2 separate regions of the Salmo salar genome follow, and region 2 is linked to region 1. Evidence: chromatin contacts called from public Hi-C data. All regions are on one chromosome and are shown on one strand. The core of a region is the stretch at or near the end of the contact, and the rest is flanking DNA. Distances in the headings are between cores, read along the strand shown. Region 1 overlaps pigl (phosphatidylinositol glycan anchor biosynthesis, class L). Region 2 overlaps LOC106567980 (nuclear receptor corepressor 1).

Region 1 (2,700 bases), core at 129-2,628:
TTCCACACCTTCCTGAGCTACTCTAGTCTGTCCATCAGACAACCTGATCACTCAACACACCAACTATCTATGGGGGGGTCACTCATGCTGATCACTTTCACAGTTTTCTTCGCCTCTCTCTCTCTCTCTCACACTCTTCTCCTCTCTCACTCCCTCTTTCATTCTCTCTTGCTTGCTCTCATTTCCTCTTTCATTCCCTCTCTCCTGCCTCTCTTTCCCTCTAGAGACATCAAACATTCAAGAGAGAGAGAGAGAGAGAGAGAGAGAGAGAGAGAGAGAGAGAGAGAGAGAGAGAGAGAGAGCGAGGCAGTGGAGCATGTTGAGAGTGATTCAGACACACTCGGGTCGGGGCAGTTCAGATGAAAACAAAGTCCTGAGGGCTTCATTAGGAAGGCTGGCTAAAGCAGTACAGTGCTCTCGCTCTCACACAGAGATTAACCATTTCTCTGCTAGTTACATGTTGATCTGACCAACAATAAGAATAGGAGGTTTGACTGTTGCAAAATGGATGCATAGGGCTAATAGAACGCATGATGACATTTGACGTACTTGGTTAAAAAAACAACACCTCAGCTCAACGTCAGGGAAGCAGATGAATGAGAGAAACGGGGGAGAAAGAAAAGGGTAGACACTGGACAGAGAGCAATGACCTGATGTCTTGTACATTTTGAGATGGGGTGGGTGGCGGAGGTGATGGGGTAGAGGGTGAATAGAGGTCGTCCCACCTCCCCCTTGGTTTATAACAATGGGTCAGGACAGTTGTGCCTGTGGAGGGACTGATGGATCAGGTCACAAATCAAACGCCTGCCAGGGCTATGGGGGTCAGGCATGAAGGGTGCTGTATTACGGGGGCGGTATTAGGGTTGAAGTAGTCTGCCCTCCACAATGTAGAAAAAGTAAAGCGTGACACAAAATGAGACATTTTCTCTGGTTGCAAAGGCGTGAGACGTTAAACAAGAATATTCGGCTTCCCAACTTCATCTCCGTTAACAAGACATGTAAACAACACCAAAACACATCAACTTTAAACCTCACATACCCTTCACAGCAAACAGCTATTGTTCATTTGTTGTCAAATTTAGCTTTGAAGTGCAACTGTAACTTACTGTTCTTCTTCCACAAGCCTGGTTGAAAAGAAAAGAAGATTCAGTTTTTACCCTGGCAACCGTAGCTAAGCAAAAGAGGACAAGGAGAGGAAAAAAATTGAAGAAAAATGTACAAAAGACAGATGATCTACCTGACCTTTCCTCAAAGCGGGATGCAGGCAGCAGTGAGCTTCGCTATGGCAACAGTGCCAAACGCCCTAGAGTAACCTCCCTGTTCCTAGCCCCCCTCCTGCAGCTTTGCATGTGGATGTCTAATTGCTTGCAGGCATCTGGATGCAGTGGTTGAACTTTGGCCCAGTAGACAAGAGGGGCAGTGCTATGCTGTAGGACAGACTGACAGACAGACAGCACTTTCCTTGTTTAGTCTGGTCACATGGGCCTGCCAGAGGCCTAGGATACTGCCAGGCAAGCTCAGGCTCCTGTCCCCACTGTCAGGTTTATAGGGCATGCTGGGAAAACGCTGAGACACACCGCTGGTTGGTTAACTCCTTCACGGCACACTTACATAAGACATTTTGTGTTTAATGTAAAAGAAAACACTGCAATATTTAATTGACTTCGGAACTGTGGGAAGTCTAGCATATTCTAAATTGACTGTTACACAATAGGCCCATGTGTTTTGTTACATTTGATCTTTTTACAGAGGGGTTGATAGGCTGTGATTTTACTTTCAATATGTCTACAATGTTTATTTGTACTCTTATAGGCCTACATGTATTTAAGCTTAAAATAGCTCTAGCAACAGTGTTCGGTCAGATAAGGGCTGCTATGCAAAAACATTCTCTCAATATACACACACATTATTTAGTATAAGCTCTATCATATCACTTTATCTCCCCCGTCCAAAATAGAGTGTGCCCTTAAGACGATGGAGTGTTTCAACCATCAACAGACTATTTTGGACTAATATTCTCCCCCATACGTGGTGACTGTGATTGCATTAACAGTTGTCCAGGACAGTGTGTTGAGTGGCTGACATGGGAACACAGTGAGAGGTTGGCACCACTCAACACAAGATTCTCTGTCAGTCCTCAGTGCGTGTATGTGTGTGTGTGTGCGTTTCTCTTAGTCCTCAGCTCTGCCCTGCCAGCAGCCAGTAAATCAGCCAGAGCTATTTTTACCACCAGATCGATGTATAATTAAACACAGTGGGGGAGGATGATGCTCCGACTCTACTCTGACATGACTCCTGCACTCTCTTAACTCTTACTGGATACCAAAACAACAAGTTGGCTAGGACACTTGAAAGTTTATATCCTACTGAACTATAAAGGTCAGGTTCATCCTCCTTAGGAAATACGGTATCTACTTGGTGGAGGGACGCCTCAAGGGCAAATGAGGCTGTGATGAGGCAGGCCACTGAAGTTAGTCACCTCTGCAGAAGTTAGAAGACTGAGTTGGGCTGTGTCTCAAAAGTGCACTACTTTTGACCAAGGCCCATAGGTATCTTGTCAAAAGTAGTGCACTTTATTGGGAATAGGGTACAATTTGGGATGCATGTATAGAGTCACTGCTGTAGTCAGTCAGAGGGAAGACTACAGTACAGTGTGCTCCAGGCCAATGAATAATGGGTTGTGTGGGAGTGGATGAACTT
Region 2 (2,700 bases), core at 199-2,698, 130 kb after region 1:
GATTGCTATATCATATTTTGTGGTTAGCTGATATTAAACAACGATCCAGGCATGAGTTCTGTCAGGCAACTGCTATGTAGTCAGCCTGAAGAAGACCCCAATGACTTGTTCCTTCATAGCCCTTTTTAACTGGGTTCCTAAGGCCAACAATCCATCTACTGTGTAACCAATACAAATGACTTTACCAACAATTAATGTACAGTATGCCTCCTATACCACTTTTTGTTGAGTGATGATATCTTGAGTGATCCATCGACTGAACTGCAAATGATGATCTCAACAACTCTGACAACAGCCTATACTAGACAACTTTGGATACAAACATTTAAGGGTAGAGACTGAAAATGGAGGTGTGCCTCCAAGTAATAACATCTCCCTGATCAGTCTGTCCTCTCCTTTTTCTCCTTTTATAGCATATTATCACCCAGGACTTTGCCAGGAACCAGGATCCTCCTCAGTCCTCCACCACATTCCAGAGCGCCCAGCTGCCAGTATCTAGCTCGGGCCCCGGGGGCCGTGCCAAGGGCCACAGCCGCTACAGCCCAGAGAACCAGACCCAGGCCCCATCACACCACCAGAGACCCACGCCCAGCAGAGTGTCTCCTGAGAACGCCACTGACAAGCCCAGAGCCAGGTACAGTAACAACACCCACCAGTAGCCCAACACAACCTCTTGACCAAGCCAGCCTGTTTAGTAGGGTAAACCGTAGCTAAACGGTTTGCAATAAGTTCAGGTTGTACCTCCCATGCAAAACATTTTCTCCCTAATGAACATAACCCTGGTGGTGCACCTCTGTCCATTCCATCAAATTATCACTTTTCCCTCTCTTCCTCTGTCCCTTCCCCAGACCTGGTAAATCCCCTGATCGGGGTGGCAGGGGGGCCGTGGAGAGTTATGAGCCCATCTCCCCTCCCCAGAGCTACCAGGATAAACAACAGGAGGCCAGAGAGCAGCAGCAGCAGCAACAACCCCAGAGACGAGAGGCTGACCAGCCTGAGATGAGGTGTGTAGGACTGGCATATCTTCTTAAGTAGTGGGCGCTCTCGCATTTCTTTATGTTCACCTAACGCACACTTGTCAAACTCATTCTACAGAGGGCCGAGTGTCTGTGGGTTTTCGCTCCTTTCTTGTACTTGATTGATGAATTAAGGCCACTAATTAGTAAGGAACTCCCCTCACCTGGTTGTCTAGGGCTTAATTGAAAAGAAAAAGAAAAAACCGGCAGACACTAGGCCCTCCATGGAATGACACCCCTGACCTAATGCAACTTCCAATGATATCACTAGACATATATGTATGTTTCGGCCATTAAGTTGACAAACCAAAAAGCATGACAGCGATTTATTTTGTATGTCTACGTGCATTTGTGCGTGTGGATACTGGATACCTTCAGTGCCCATGGACAGAATGTGCCTTGTGGGCAGCTGTGACCTGTTTGGCATGCTAACAGAGTGGAAACTGGGGGGAGGTGCCAGTGGCACGCTAGCCTAATCATCCCTCTGCTGCCTGACTCTTAACCCCATGGTGGCCTTTCTCTGGTTACAGGGGCGACTCTCGCTCCCCTGGCAGTGTCAGCTACCTGCCCTCCTTCTTCACCAAGCTGGAGAACACCTCCCCTATGGTGAAATCCAAGAAGCAGGAGATATTTCGTAAGTTAAACTCCTCTGGTGTCGGGGATTCTGATGTAGGTAAGTTGCCTCTCTTCTTATCTTCCTTGTACTAACATCATTTAAGAAAGCATTCCAAGATAGAAAAAATATAACATTTGATGGAACTCAATTCGCACTGTATTTTATTAATTTAAAGGATATTTTCTGTGCATTGCACTCATTTCTCATTTAACAACGGGTAACATTGTAATAGGAAGACATACTGTAAAACGACTAACGATTAACTCTGTCTTTTAGCGTCATTTTAGTTTGCAGTCAGACATTTCGTTTGCTAACTGAGCTATGCTATTGTTTCTCCTTTCAGGAAATGCACAACCAGGCACAGAGATCTTCAACTTGCCCGCTGTGACCAGCTCAAGTGAGTATAAACATTTCTAACAGCATAGGATCATATTCTATCACCATATACTCATATTCAAACATACTAGAATCATTTAAACCAACCAAAAATGTTATGAAATAAATTGAAACAAACATTTTTTTGTATGTTTCTGTTTGAATACCCTAATGAACACAACCGTGGTGGCTGTTCCATGTCTTCCCCCTCGTCCTGTGTGTGTGTTTGGCCCGCCAGGCAGCGTGAACCCCAGGAACCACTCCTTCAGCGATCCGGCCAGTAACCTTGGCCTGGAGGACATCATCCGGAAGGCCCTGATGGGCAACCTGGAAGAAAGGCCAGAGGAGCACCAGGGAGGGCCTCAGCCCAGCTGTAACACCCCCAGCAATGAGGCCCGCCAGGAGGCCAACCCCTCGCCGAGCATGGGTCAGTGGCAAACAACCACACGCAGCAGACTGAAACCACTATACAGGAGTAAACATTTACGTATTTACATACACACACACACACACACACACACACACACTCCTTTTTAACCCTGTCTGTCTCTAAAGATCCATTGGAATAGAGTACTTTGTAGGGTGTCCAATCAAAAATATTTTGACCAATGGGTAAAATTATGTTAATTGTGTAGATACTCAGAAAACCAATGGTCTCTATCATAATCTGTTCAAAGGTTGAGTTTTTCTTAC

What was found. Hi-C and Micro-C count contacts between places; a contact is called where the count stands out from the background.
Region 2: a Hi-C map of muscle shows a contact between it and region 1, with 7 times the contacts expected there. The contact joins two enhancer-like sites. A contact is called at or near these places in 2 of 3 Hi-C or Micro-C datasets (gill and muscle).

Annotation. Positions count from the first base shown.
Region 1 is chrssa13:77,367,038-77,369,737 of Ssal_v3.1, forward strand. The region is part of intron 3 of pigl (phosphatidylinositol glycan anchor biosynthesis, class L); the gene reads right to left. Among protein-coding and RNA genes, the nearest start is that of LOC106567980, 10 kb to the right of the region's middle. Within about 2 kb of position 1,379, at least 4 of the 13 cell types and tissues checked have an H3K27ac peak or open chromatin away from gene starts, as enhancers often do. A contact at or near this core is called in muscle, where this site is marked.
Region 2 is chrssa13:77,493,028-77,495,727 of Ssal_v3.1, forward strand. It overlaps LOC106567980 (nuclear receptor corepressor 1), which reads left to right. Exons shown (of 47, transcript XM_014137920.2): 41 at 414-634; 42 at 849-1,004; 43 at 1,547-1,689; 44 at 1,976-2,029; 45 at 2,246-2,434. Among protein-coding and RNA genes, the nearest start is that of zswim7, 14 kb to the right of the region's middle. Within about 2 kb of position 1,449, at least 1 of the 13 cell types and tissues checked has an H3K27ac peak or open chromatin away from gene starts, as enhancers often do. A contact at or near this core is called in muscle, where this site is marked.